Regions from separate parts of the Mus musculus genome. Here region 1 is linked to region 2. The links are chromatin contacts, called in public promoter capture Hi-C maps. All regions are on one chromosome and are shown on one strand. Each heading gives the region's core, a stretch centred on a gene start, on an enhancer-like site or on the middle of the called end of the contact. The rest is flanking DNA. Distances are from core to core; before and after follow the strand shown. Region 1 holds the start of Idh3a (isocitrate dehydrogenase 3 (NAD+) alpha). Region 2 holds the start of Usp28 (ubiquitin specific peptidase 28).

Region 1 (7,007 bases), core at 768-3,267, 5.6 Mb after region 2:
CCACCATGTGGTTGCTGGGATTTGAACTCTGGACCTTCGGAAGAGCAGTCGGGTGCTCTTACCCACTGAGCCATCTCACCAGCCCCAGACATCACTTTCAATCATGGGTGTTTCCTTCTGCAAACTAACTTCATCTTCATTCATTATTTGGAATTAAAGGAAGTAATAAGTCATTTCTGTATTCCAGCTTGAGGGATTAATGGTGTGTGCTAAGGCTGAGCCACACCACAACTAGAAAATGGTTTTCCAAGTAAACAACACAGTCTTAGAGTTCACAGTGTGATCAAATATCCTGCAACAAAGTTTCTTTGTGTAGCCCTGGCTGTCCTGAAACTAGCTTTGTAGGCCAGGTTGGTCTCTAACTCAGATCCAACTGCCTCTGCCTCCTGAGAGATAGGATTAAAGGCATGGGCCATCACTGCCAGTCTGCAAACTCTGATTTGTCCTCAACATGGTTTTTGTTTTTGTTTACCACGTTGAAACATAGAAACTGGGGTAATCTAAACCTGTGTTTCCTGGCCTTAGTTACTTATATTTGGTCAGACTAAACCCCCTCTTACTCTTTTTGAAGTAAGAGTTATAGTGTGTAAATGGAGAATGTGAGTGTGGTGTGTGTGTGTGGGGGGGAGAGAGAGAGAGAGAGAGAGAGAGAGAGAGAGAGAGAGAGAGAGAGAGGGAGGGAGAGAGAGAGAGAGCGCTTGAGTGCTTGAGTGCTTCATGGCTTCATGGTAGGTATCCTTACCTTAGCTTTTGAGACAGGTCTCCCACTCACTAAACAACCTGGGGCTCATCATATCAGCTAGGCTGTCTGGCAATGGCAGCAGGATTCACCTAGCTCTGGATTTTCATTGCTGGGGTTATAGATGCTCACTCTTTCCTGACTCTTTACATGGGTACTGGGTATTGAATTCAGGTCCTCATGCTTTTGAAACAAGCACCTAACCCACTGGGCCATCTCCCCAGCCCAAGAGCTGTGTTTTCTGAATTTATTTTATGAAAACACTTACATTTGCTAAAAACTTCAGATTGTACATTTACATCAAGTACTTTTTAAAAGATTTGTCTATTTTATGTATATGAGTGTTTTGTCTGCATGTAGGTGCCTGTGCCATATTGGTATCTGGTGCCCTGTGAGGCCTGAAGAAGGTACTGGATCCTCTACATCTGGAGTTACAGACATTTGTGAGCCATCATGAGGGTGCTGGGAACTGAATCCGGGTCCTCTGCAGACTAATAAATGCTTTTTATTCAGTAAAGCTATTAAAAAAAAATAAAAATTAGCCAGATGATGGTGGAACACGCCTTTAATCCCAGAACTCGGGAGGCAGAGGCCAGATCTCTGTAGGTTTGAGGCCAGCCTGGTCTAGCGAGTGAGTTTCAGGGTAGCTGAGGCTATGCAGAAGAACCCTGTCTCAAAAAACAAAACAAAAAAATGAAAATTTAAAAAAAAATGTAAGAATCAAGTTAGGCGAGGTGGTGCATGCCTACAGTCCCTGTACCTGGGAGATAGAGGCAAGAAAAGAGGAACCCCTGGCAGTCCGGGGTTCAAACCCAGCCTCAGCTACATAATCAGTTTGAAGCTCCATGATACTGTCTTAAGAAATGAAACAAAACAAAACAATGTTTGAAAATAAGCAAGATATTTGTCCCAGTGGGACCGCAAAGTTTTAAGGGGCGCACAATCCCCCAAATAAAGAAGGCTGATTGGTCCCCTAATAGGTCGGAAACAAAAAACTCATCCAAACAGCTTTTCAATGAATGAAGCGGGAGGAAGGGGAGGAGGCTTCCGGGTCGCAGCTGGGCCCGCTCCGCGCGTCATCAAAAGATGAAGGCGGTGATTGGTCAGCTAGCGGCAGCTGTGCAGCGGGGTCCGGAGCGGGGCGGTGAGCGATCGAGAGACCCGAGCTAGGGGCGGGGCCACACGGAGCCTCGGGGCGGGGCCGTGAGGGGCGGGCTTGGGAAGAGGGCTATGCGCATGCGCCCTGGTGTTGCCGCTGTCGCCGCGGTGAGGGAAGTGGACGCGATGGCCGGGTCCGCGTGGGTGTCCAAGGTGAGCGCTACAGGGCAGCAAGCTCGAGGGCGAGCAGGGAGAGTAGGCTGTGATCCCGCCTGATGGATGGCGGAGGCGAGCGCGCGGAGGCGGCTCATGGCCCGCGGGCAGTGTTTCGGGGAATGTGGCCGGCACGCCGTGCGTGGCTAGCCCTGAGCCGGGACAGCCGCGCCGGGCGGGGACGGCGTCAAGGTCAAGGCGGCCAGTACTGCTCCGGGTGTCCCCACCAGTGTCCTCCAGGATAGGTGCACAGGCCTCCCCCGGAGCCCTTGAGGGTCACAGACAGGCCACCTAGGCCCCGCGGCCCTGTCACCTGCGGGTCTCCGGGCAGCATGCCCAGGTCGCCCCTCCCTGATCCCTCAGCCTTTGACCGGGTAAACGCTGGGCGCAAGAGGGTTTTCGAGGTGAGGGAATCCCGGGCCGTTAGGCCAGCCAGATTTTTCTCTCTCTTGGAACTCTTCCTAGTCTGATGCCTGGTGCCCTGGTAGGTATTCCTCCTTCAGAGGACGCAGGGCATCGTGCTCCTTGGAGTTATACTCTGAACGTTCAGGGAGATCGCATCATCGTCCTTTCACCTTCAGTTGTTGGGACCCAGCGATCTGGGACTCTCTAGTTCTCCCTGATAGTTCAGGTACTAGAGCTGGAAGGCGCTTCAGGTTACATATGCAGTCTTTTCGTTTCCTGGTGGAGCTGACCTGCCCTCGAAGACAAATTTGCTCAAGGTCATACAGGAGGTCATTGTCATCTTTGAGAGAAACCCGAGGTATTTTGATTTTCTGTCTCTCCGGTGGCCAAGGTCACTTAGCTAATTATGGATATAGTACTGACCAGGCCGTAGGTCATCTGATGCCGTCGTGGGTGGCTCTCTAGAAGTCTGCTATAAGCAATGCAGATTTTTAAATGAAATTTGTATTGCCCTTCTCCTTTAAAGAGAGGTTTGGAGATGCACTATTGTTTATTAATAATTCAATTTAGGGGTTCTTAATTTTAAATCCTGACAAAGCCATTGGCCAATTGTGTATCCTCTGCAAACTATTTAACATCTGCGAACCCACCTGTAAGATACATGTGCTTGTGTCACAGGTATTTCTGCATGAAAGCACCTATTCCATGTAGAAGGACATGAAAGCCTGAAGCTTTCCTAGCTATCGATGTATCTGTCTTGGCAGTGATCAAGCAGACAGTGATTCTGGGACATCAGTAACTAGGCTTTTTTGTTTGGTGACTAGAATCTACGTTGTCACTATGTTCAGACCCACTTTTGCTTGAGATGCTGTTAGGTCACATTTGGTTTTAAAGGTGTAGCAACAAGTCAGTCCTTTAATGTCTGGGCTTACACACTCTACCTGATTCATGTTGCTAGGTGTAGTCAGCCTTGGGGGACTAAATAAGGCTAAGTAGTAAAGAGCGTCCTGGAAAATTGCTTTTTCCTTTAGCCCTGTAAGAAATCCACAAGAGTTCAGAACTTATTGGCCATAGGGTCAGAAGATGCTCCCCTGGGACTTGATTGCCTGTGTGACCTTTGGCAGAGTGGCCCAGGCTTTGGTTCAGTCTCTCTCAAGGGATTAGGGCTTAAGAAGGGGCTCCCGAGGTTAACTCGTGCTGAAGTACCAAATGGTATTTGGATTTTTATAGTACTGGGCTTCCTTTCAGGCAGGGCTTTGTTTTGTTTGAAGACAGTGTCTCCACTAGTCTAGCTGACGCTATAGGTAAGGCTGACCTGATCTTCCTACTTCCACCACCTTCCAAGTTCTGGAATTAGAGTTATGAGCCACCACACCCAGTGTCCGTTAAAGTTTTATTTGTTTCTTTTTCTTTTTTTTTTTAAAAAGGGTCATTTGCAGATCATAGGTGCTTTCCCAGTGAGAAAGTGAAGGTTTTAGAGGTTTTCAAGGCTCCAAAGACAATGATGAGCCTGGCTTACTTCCTACACAGTATCTCTTGGTTTGGGTTGGAATATGAAGGTAAAAAGGAAGCGAGGAGCCACAGGGTTAAGGTGATCCAGGGCCTGAAATCAAGGTCGGGAAGGTAAGGCTAGGTCCTCTTGCCTGAAAACGCGTCTCCTTGGGAATTACAGGAGTAAAATGATTCACAAGTATAGTATAAGGTGAAAGACAGTGTGTCATGTGAACTTCTCTCTGGATGGACTTTGTCAGTGCATTATTTCAGTCCAAGAACATAGAGGAGAGATGAAAATGTGGGAAATCCCAGCTGTTAGAAGACAGCCATTGCAGGCATGGAAGCTGGGATGGGAACCCTCAGCTACAGGCAGGATTGAGGATGGCCTGGCTTGTACCAGGCACTGTAGACACAGTAGCAGACAAATCATAAATGGCTTGCATGTCTTGGGATGCTTAATTACTATTGTAGTGCTGGGCCTTAAGCCTGGTGACAGGGGTACTCTACCACTGAGCTACCTCCTCAGCACCTTTCTTTCCCTCCGTTTTTAATTGTAAGATCTAATCTCAATACATTACCCAGGTTGACCTTAAACTCACTCTGAAGACCAGTACAGCAGGCTTGAGGTTTTGTTTTGGTTTTTTTTGTTTTTTAAGACGGTTTCCCTGTGTAGCCTTGGCTGGCCTAGAACTCAGAGAATTCCCTGCTATACTACCACACCAGGCTCTCCTCTGTTCAGTATGTACACTGGCTTCCCTGGAACTTGAGAAACCATGCATTGGTTTATAAGCTCACTTGCACTCCCCGTTTTGTTACCCCAAAACAAAAAGCATAGACTCTGTTCACAGATCTTCCATATATAAACTCAATTTCAAAAATATCAAAAGATTTCAAAATCTTTAGTGCTGAGATTGGGGAATTGGCTCAGTCTGTAAAGTGCTTGTCCTACAAGTGTGATGCCCTGAATTCACATTTCCTGCACCTGCAAAAAATTGGGTGGTGGCACATGCCTGTAATTCCAGCATTAATGAGGCTGAGGCAGGAGGCTCCTTGGAGCTCCCTGGCCACATCTTCTTAAGTTGGTGAGCTCCCCTGTCTCAAAAACTAAGAGAGGAGGACACCTGGTGTGGACTTCTGACTTTCACATGCATGCACATACTAATTACCACACGTGCCCACACAAACAGCCAAAGACAGAAAAAACACAGAATATCAGTCTAGGGTTTCAAGTCTGAGCAGGTCAGCCAATTGAGCTAATAATATTTGAGACAGTATTCCTGGAACTTCTCCAAGTTAAAAACAAAACCAAAAAACCCTCCAGTTTTTCCAACTCCCCCAAGCAAAACTATCAGAAATGACTCAAGTATTGAGCTGTGAGTTCTGTGTGTAACATTTCTCTGTTGATATTAATGTAGGTCTCTCGGCTGCTGGGTGCATTCCACAACACAAAACAGGTGACAAGAGGTTTTGCTGGTGGTGTGAGTATAATTACATCTTTTATTTTTTCCTTTTAGAAGTTTCTCAAGAAAGATGCTCAAATACATTTATTACTTAGCATTCCTTCTTCATTTACTTAAAACTAAAGGGAATTGGCCACACGTCTAATGTATACTAAAATTATTGGCAGACAAATACACAAATCTCTTATCATTTTCCTATTTAAAAGGAGTCTGTTACATCTGGCTATGTAAGCTTGTCCCATTAATATCTTCAAGGAGCCATGATTAAAAATAGAAGTTACCCGGAGCCTGTTACCTTATTTTATAATCTCGTTACTGTCTTAAGACACTTAGGGGTTTTATTTTTTCAAAAACAAGTACAAATTGAAAGAAAATTGTTGAGAAGCTTCAAAACCCTGCTCTGCATTTTTGTTTTCTGAGCTTCCCTAAGAACCGTAGATTGGTCACCAGCTATGAACACCTTGTGCTTCTGTGGGCCCTGCAGGCTTACACTTTCCTTGTGCAGCCTGCAGACCCCACTTTAGCAGATCACCTCGTGCTCGCTAAATCTGCTGCTTTGGGAACCTCCTGGCTATAGAGTCCTGTGCTTGAAAAGCTGATGTCACATTTTTGGAGCATTCCAAGACTGTGTGTCAGTGACTTCCTATTTATTTTTGTATCCCCTTTTATAGAATCTGATTTGGATTTTATAATTCCTTCATTCCTATACTCCCACATGATGTTTTATGCCATGAGGAATTGAAGAGACTATAGTATATTTCTCCCTCTATTTGCTGTCTATTCTGGAGAAGAGTAGCTTCCCAGATGAGATCACCTGTGGGAGAACAGGAAGAGGAACCCGTGGCCCTGCTTATGCCAGAACGCAGATACGAACTCAGAGCAGTTGAATGTATGAGCAAGACCCATGCAAGCCCAAACCAGACTAAATCCCAGCATGGAAGGGGGTATTGGGCACAAAATCCCACCTCTCGATGGGGAATGATTGGCTAGTATTAGCTATTGGGAGAGGGAGAGTCTGGTTTCTCTAATTAGAGTGTAGGTCCTAGTCAAATGACCATGGGCCATTGGAAATCCACATGTTCAAGAATATTTGAGCATTACAAATTGGTCTTGAAAAGAGAAAAAGGCCACAAAGCTAGGTGGGCGGGGAAGGAGGAGGTGAGTCTGGGGAGAGTTGGAGGGAGGTGAATGTGATCAAGACACATTATATGGAATTCTCAAAGAACTAATAAAAATTTTTTAAAAATACAGAATAAGGCTTGCACTTCAAGCTCAAGAATAGCCATGCCAACATTTCAAACCCATTCTGAAGCTGGACCTGATGGTACAGCTGTGAACTCAGCTGCTCAGGAGGCTGAGGCAGGAGGATCAACAGAAGTACAGGGCCTCCTGGGCTCCTTAGCCTGGTCAGTGAGGCCATTTCAAAAGAAATAATGAAGATCTATATTTTCAGAAGGGCTGATTCAGCCATATACAAAACTTGAGAAATAATTAGTCAACCTGTCCAGGTGTCATTATAAGGCAGAGGACCAGGGAAAGTTGAATTAGTGATTAAAACAAATAAGTTTATGATTTAAAAAAATATTTTATTAATTCTT
Region 2 (7,694 bases), core at 851-3,350:
ATGGGGGACTTTTGGGATAGCATTGGAAATGTAAATGAGGAAGATACCAAATAAAAATTTAAAAAAAAAAAAGAAAGAAAATGGGGCTAGAGAGACCGCTCAGTGGTTAAAGGCATACACTGCCCTTGTTGAGGCCCCGAGTTTGAGTCTCAGCACCCACATAAACGGTTTACTACTGGCGAGGCTTAGGAATTCAAGTTTCTTGTACTGACTTCTTTTGTTCTGTGATTTGGCTCTCCTGTGTGTACAGACACTGGACACACCTGCCTTTGATTGTATAATCAGTAATAACTTAATCAGTCTCTCTATAATTTTCTATTACTTTTTAAAACTTTATGTATAGGAGTGCTCTATCTGCATGTACAACTGAATACCAGAAGAGGGTAATAGACGGTAGATGGTTGTGAGCCACCATGTGGTTGCTGGGAATTCAACTCAGGACTCTTGTGAGTGCCCGACTCGCCAGCAAAGCAGATACCACAACAGGATCCTTCTGCACACGTTTATTGGGAGAGCTTGATTGCAGAGGCAAAAAGACCCCCACACCCAGAACTGTTGCTGCTTATATAGGCCTAGGAGAGGCGTGTCTCACACCCAGATTGGTTATGCTTTCCACCTCATTTGCATGTTCCTCATCTGATTGGCTATTCTCTCTCAGTACCTCACTGAGCCTCATTATCATACCTCATTTGCATGCCCCCCATCTGATTGGTTATTCTCTCAGTATCTCATGGAGCCTCATTATCATGCCCGGGCGAGGCAGTGACTTGGTGAAAAACTTTACTGCATATGTACACATTGGTTGTTTACCCAAACTTATGCGTGGTGGCCAGCGCCACCCTGCAACGGCACATGTGGCTTCCCACACACAGGACCTCTGGAAGAGCAGCCAGTGCTTTTTAATGCTCTTAACTACTGAGGCATCTCTCCAGGGCCCTCCCATTCTAATTTTATCAAGTCTAATGGTTCTGTCTTCAGAGAATCCTGACAAGGATGGACCTGATAGACACAGGTCCCAAATTTATTCCACATAGGAGACTAAGGCAGAAGTATAGAAAGTTCAAAGCCAGCCTGGGGAACTTAATGAGATCATCTCAAAGTGTTAAGTTTAACATGGCAGTAAAGACTTACCATCATTTGACCAGGTGGAGGCAGAGGACCAAGAATTTAAGGCCAACCACGGCTACACAGTCTGAGGCAAGTCCAATCCACGTGACATCCTGTTTCAAAAAAAACCCAAACCAATATCACCAACAATAAGAACCCTCTTCCCAAACATTAAAAGGGGTGGTAGGTGGCTTAGTGCATGAGCTAGAGTCAACACAGCTTATTACACACATGGCCTGAAAACGGGAATTTGGAACATGGGGCAACTGTTCAGGATTAAGACACGATGCTGAGCTCTGTGAAGGTCCTGGCCATTCAGTTGTCTTTATACAAACCACTCGAGTCAGTCTACGTTTCTCTTCGCGTCCCCAGATTAGGAAATGGCTAAGAGGTCTGGTGGGAAAATCTGTCAGCAGAAGGAACCCAGCAGCCTTACCAAGCTTATGGGGAGCTGGGGGCAGGCTGGACGCAGATGCAAGGCTCAGCAAGCGCGGGATGGAGTAAAAAAGGAGTCTTGGAAACCCAGAGGCCTCACCGCCCACTTCCTGGGCACCTAAGGCGGAAATAGCAACAGCTGGCGAGGCGACGCTGACCCCTTAGTTTGTGCCCGGCTGCGGTCACGTGGGCCAGAGCACGCGAAGACGCCCCGCCTCCGGCTCACGCAAACCAGGGGCGGGCGCGTGGGTGACGCCTCTGGCGCACGCTGCGGGCGTGAGCAGAGTGTATGGGCGGGGCCACCGGGGCTCTAAATTGGCGTGGGCGGAGCCTTGGGAGAGGGAACCTCGGCTGTGTGGGTGGGGCATGTAGGCGGGGTCTCCGGCGCAAGCCGCAAGATGGGTGGGAGTCGGCTGGCGGGGGTGGGGCATCCAGCGAACGCCGTGGGAGGAGCCTCTGCCGCGTGCTGTGGGTGGGGAGTGTTGGGAGCGGGCTGGCGTGGGCGGGGCTTCCATCGCGCGCCGCGGGCGGGGGCGGGACGTGTGGGCGGTGCCTCCCGGTGCTCCCGGGCTTCGGGGGCGGTGGTGGTGGCGGTGGCGACCGCGGCGAAGACGACAACGAGAGTGGGGCTACACGCGGAGGGACACCACGGCCATGACTGCGGAGCTGCAGCAGGACGACTCGGCGGGGGCGGCGGACGGCCATGGCTCGGTGAGCGGCGGGTGAGGGTAGCGGGGCCCGGGTTCCGGCTGAGAGGGGCGCGGCGGGCCAAGCGGGCGAGGGCCGACAGAGGCCGGGGCCTGCGGGCTAGGGCGAGAGCAACCCGGTCTTCCCGGGACTTTGCGAGGCTGGGTCCGCGAGCCTGTGTGAGGTTGCCTGGGTGTATAAGCCAGCTAAGGTTCCGAGCGGGATTGTGGGACCCGGTGCTAGGGACCCTAACGGGAGGGGTTGCACGTGAGATCGTAGGCAGCGAGGTCACCCCGAAGTGTGCACCGGGCCCGACCCAGCAGCTAAAAACTTCCCAAAAGCACGGCCACGGTGCCTTGTTCTGACTCTCAAATCAGTTTTATGGCAGTGGCTTCTCTGAGGCTAACGCAGACTTAAGTTATCTCACTTAAAGCCGGCGTTTATCAACAAAGTGCAAAAAAGACCCGGAGCCCCACTCCTCCCTTTTCCCGCCCCGCTTTTCATTCAGTTCTTTTTTTCCCTCGGAAACAAATCAGCTTCCCGAATTATCTCATTGATCACTGTAGGTTTTGAAGGAGGGGAGAGAAAAGCACAATGAATAGAAGGCACTTTACTATGTTCCTAGTAATATAAAAAGGTTGAAAAATATTACAAGGCTCTTAGGGCTTAGATGGTGGGCCTTTAGTAACACTGATTTGGAAAAAAAATCAAAAGGCTCATAATGTCTTTTAAAGAAACTTGGGAAGTGGGCAATTTGAGACTGTCATCCAGTTTTACTTTGGAATGTTATAACGTAACACAACATCCTCGTCCCTCAAGAACTGCACTTTTTAAATGACAAAATGGAAAACCTATACCAAGGATTCAAATACCGAGTTTGCAGTCGAGAAAATTTATAAAATATTTAGAATAAAAATTTGAGATACTGCTAAGAAAAACTCTATAATTAAATTCTATAATTAATGTCTTCTATAGTTAAATTTTAATAATTTGAGGTGCTGAGGATCAAGCCTAGGGCCTATCGCATGAGATAATCAAGCACTACACCCCCAGACTACAAGTTTAAAACATAGCAGGCTCTTTAAAATTCATGTAGAAAAAGATATCTCTAAGTCTTGGCCTGTAAAATGAAAGTAGGTGGATTTTTTTTTTTTTTTTTTTTTGGCGATCAGATAAAAATTGTTTATTACTCAACAGTGTCTTTTGGACATTGGGTCTGTATTTTTCTCTGTTTTCCTCCCCACAAGTCTACTTGTGTTGGGGACAGTGACTTATAAACAGGTGGTGAGATTTGGTTTTGAGACAGTCATATTGATACTATTTTGAGGGAGAGCAAGTCATATTTAAATTTGTTCTGGGCCCGTCATTTAAGACCACATGCCTTTCGATCAGTGGTATTTTCATTTACCTCTGTCACAGGCTGCTGAGGAGTGACCGGTAGTTGAGCACTCTCTATTTGAGGGTTTGCATGTAAGGTGTTTGAGCATTGTGTATAAAGTCAGAGCTATTTTGGGAAGGTTTGGCACTCCCAGGCTGTGGCTAGCTGCAGTAGCCTGATTCTGGGCGGGCGACCTGCGGAGTGATGACATTTACTGGTTAGTATTCCCAGAGATTTTGCCCCAGGCTGACAGATGATAAGCTTTGAAGGCTTGATAGCCCGTTGCCCTTTTTTCTCAGGTCAGGATAAAATGCTTGAGGCATGGGTTACCTTGAAGGTGTGGGTGCTGCATAACTTTGACATTTCATGAGAGTATTAATAACTTCTTCCTCTTGATAAGCTCCGTGTAGGACGGATTCTTTCTTTTGACTTCACAAGGCTTTCTCCTTTCCCTTAAAAGATGTTTAATATAGTTGAGAGGAGCTATCCTCCCCCGACACTCAGGAGCTATTTAAAACTTGCCACGTTTTCCCTTCCCCAGTTGGTCATTTGTACAAAGGACAGACAAAACTATGTATAGGCTCTCCAGGATTTCAGTGAGGGCTCTGGAACCCGAGCCGACACTTGGTTATCTTTGAATCCCCCAGACTGGTGAGTTAAGGACACCTTCCTGTGTTTTAATCAGTTCTCACCTTAGGTAAAAACCTGCTGGGAAGTTTTCTGTTGGAGTAGGAGAAACAGCTTGAAGTCAGTTTGCTTCTTAGGAACCTGATGCCCTTGACTCGTTGGGGGAGGATTCAGGACACACAATCCCCTCCCCCGCTCTCCCACTTGGAACCCAGGGCCTCTGCATTCTAGGCAAGTGCTGCTTCCTCACTGAGCTTTGTTGTGCTGGCTGTTTCGGTTGGTTCTGATTTTCCTTCGAGGTATCTTTGTGGTTTTTGGTTTGGTTTGGTTTTTGAGACCAAGGCTGGCCTGGAACTTGGGAGTTAGTCATCCTGCCTTAGTCTCCCAGGTGTACTTAACTCCTGTCAGGTTGTGAATTTTTTTTTTTTTTTTTTTTTGAGTGTTAGAAAGTTGTAATCTGGCTCCCCAACTCTCCTGCTCTTTGAGCCACAGTTATTGTGCACACAGAGAGTGCTGTATTTTGAGCTCGTAAACAGATAATCTCTTATCAGGTGGCCCGGTGCATTCTGTTTCATCAAAATGACTTTTTGTGTAGGTGTTTTTGAGACAGGTTTTCTTGTAGCCCAGACTGACCTTCAACTTTGTAGGGGAGGATGACCTTGACCCTTGAGGCTCCTGTGTCTGTTTTCTAACTGCTGTATATAGGCTTGGGCTACAGTACCTTATTATAATCAAAGACATTTAAAATAATGCCAACACTACAAGTAATAACTAACACACACACACACACACACACACATACACACACACACACAGAGACACATGGTCTCCCTGTAACCCAGGCTGCGCTCCTGAGTGCTGGGATTACAAACTTGGTCCTCCTACCCAGGTTCCTCCTCTCAGCCCTTTAGTGTTAGGCACAGCCTTGGCTTGTTAGACATCACTTTCCACCTTGTTAGAGACACTGTCCCCTGCATGTGGCAGGCTAGCTGGCCCTGGCCCTTCTAGGGATTCTCTGCCTCCCACCCCTCTGTAGCAGGAGTGCTTGGATGACATTGCTGTTGTGTGTCCGGCTTTTATGTGGGTTCTTGGGAATCGAACTCAGGTCCTTATGCTTGTGGGGCAAGTGCTTTTATAGTGATAAGCCATCTCACACTCCCCTTTAAATTTATTTGTTTACTTTTATTTGTGTGTGTGCCTTCATGTGTTTATGGGCACAGTGCCTGTGTGCGTGCGCGCTGTTCCTGGAGAGGTCATTAGATCTAGAACCTGGGTATAGCTCACCTACACCTGTGAGCTCTTGGTGTTGTAGGTGTTACGATCTAAACCCAGCTCCTCATCTGCAAGTGCTCTTAACTGCCAAGCCGCCTCTCTCTCCGGCCCTCACTTCCATTTTGTGGAGATGACAGGTTTTTATGTAGCTCAGGCTGTGTGAACTTGTCAGGTGCTCAGACTCTGCAGCAGACTCTTCTGAATTACTGCTCTCTTAACTGTGCCACCATGCCTGTCCTCCCAGCCCTTTTCTTTTTTGAGAGAGGCCTGGGGTCTCACTGTATACCTCTTGCTGCCCTTGAACCTTGTAATAGACTAGGCTGGCATCATATTCTCTGAGATCCCTGTCTTCTCCCACTGGGTTTAAAGGTATGTGCCACCATACCCAGCCTTTTGTTTTGTTTGCTTTTCTTTTTGAGGCAGGGTTTGTGTGTGTGTGTGTGTGTGTATGTGTGTGTGTGTGTGTGTGTGTGTGTGTGTGTGTGTGTGTGTAGCCTTGAGCTTCCTAGAACTAGCTCTGTAGAACAGCAGTGCATCCGCCTCTTTCTCAGATAGGGTCTTTCTGTACAGACCAGGCCAGCCTTGAGCTTGGAACAGTTCTCCTGCCTCACTCAGTTTCTTGAGTGCTGGGATTTTCTTGTGTGTCTTTACTTTCCAGCAACAGGACGCTTTCTGTCAGGGCAGATTTACTTCAAACTGAGGCTTTTGTTTTGTTTTGTTTTTTTTTAAAGATGTATTTATTTATTATATGTAAGTACATTGTAGCTGTCTTCAGACACTCCAGAAGAGGGAGTCAGATCTCGTTTCGGATGGTGTGAGCCACCATGTGGTTGCTGGGATTTGAACTCTGGACCTTCGGAAGAGCAGTCGGGTGCTCTTACCCACTGAGCCATCTCACCAGCCCTGAGGCTTTTGTTTGAGGTATTCTCATAAAGTAGCCCTGACTGGCCTGGAACTTACTATGTAAGCCAGAAAAGCCTTGAACTCACAGAGATCTGCTTGTACCTGCCTCCCAAGTGCTGCCCAGGAGTGTGCCCCCATGCTTGAGTCAAAGTGAGTATGTTTATTTTGTGTATTTGTGTCGTGCTGGGGACCAAACCCTAGCGGGCTAGGGAAGCCCCTCACCTCTGAGCTCTGTCCCCTCCTGTGGCTGTTGTTTTGTGGGGTTTGGTTTGTTTTGAGACAGGGTCTTACTGCAGTTTTTGAACCTTCCTACCTTACCTCCCAGAGGTATTACTACAGGTGCCCCAGCACAGAGCCCTGCTTAGCTACCTTCCTCCTCTCCTCCTCCGCTCTCTTACTCTTTCGTTTTTTGTTCTTGTTTTGTTTGTTAGTTTAAGATGAGCTCTCAGATAGCTCAGGCTGGCCTTGAACCCTGTGGTTGAGGATGCTGAAGGTGACATGGGACTGATCTTCTTGCCTCTGCCTCCCAAGCACTTGGGTTGCAGATGTGCACCACCACACTTGGGTCACATTTGCTTAAAGTCTTTCCTAGAACTCTTCTAGTGGTTTAAACTTTGAAAAGATTAATACAGTTTTTTACATTAGTTTTGTGAGGGGAGGGCAGGGAGGAACATGGGCACCCACGTGGAAGTCAGAAGACATCTTGTCGGAGCTGGTTCTCTCCACAGTGTGAGTCCCCGGAGCTGACCTCCGGTGCTCAGGCTCTGCAGCAGGTGACTGCTTGGTCTCAGTGTTTACAGTCTTCCTAATTGTCAGAGCTTGCCCTTGTTCAAGAGCTATTTGAGGTTTTGTCCACCTGGTTCCCTAGCATCTCGTCTTATTTCCATGGAAAAACTATACCTTGTTTAATCCTGCTTGTTTCTGAGAGGCCAACCTCTCTCAGCAGGGAGAATTTGCACTCCAGAAGATATTATACAATGTCCTGGGACTCTTCTTTTTAATTAGTTTATTTTGACCTTATGTATGGGGGTTTGCCTGTATGGATGTCTGTGCTCCATGTGCATGGAATGCCCACAGAAGCAGGGAAAGGGCATTACATCCTCTGGCATTGGAGTTGTAGATAGTTTTTAGCTGCCTTGTGGGTGTTCTGCAAGAGTAGCAAGTCCCCTGAACCACTGAGCCATCTCTGCGGCCCCTGGGGAGGTTTTCCATTATGACTGTGGGGAAGAGTGCTGCTGGCATCTCACCTGGTATAGTTTAACCTCCCAAGAGTAATAATGTCTGG

The links. Promoter capture Hi-C pulls out the DNA fragments that hold promoters and counts their contacts.
Region 1: a contact with region 2 is called in a promoter capture Hi-C map of pre-B cells. The contact joins the promoter of Idh3a here to the promoter of Usp28 in region 2. A contact is called at or near these places in 1 of 39 promoter capture datasets (pre-B cells) and 1 of 484 Hi-C or Micro-C datasets (CD4 T cells).

Annotation. Positions count from the first base shown.
Region 1 is chr9:54,584,494-54,591,500 of GRCm38.p6, forward strand. Idh3a (isocitrate dehydrogenase 3 (NAD+) alpha) reads left to right here and starts at 2,018. Exons shown (of 11, transcript NM_029573.2): 1 at 2,018-2,050; 2 at 5,365-5,427. The coding sequence starts at 2,024.
Region 2 is chr9:48,983,285-48,990,978 of GRCm38.p6, forward strand. Usp28 (ubiquitin specific peptidase 28) reads left to right here and starts at 2,101. Exons shown (of 25, transcript NM_001359739.1): 1 at 2,101-2,253. The coding sequence starts at 2,197. Gm51673 (a long non-coding RNA gene) reads right to left here and starts at 1,845. Exons shown (of 3, transcript XR_003948157.1): 1 at 1,544-1,845; 2 at 1,132-1,220.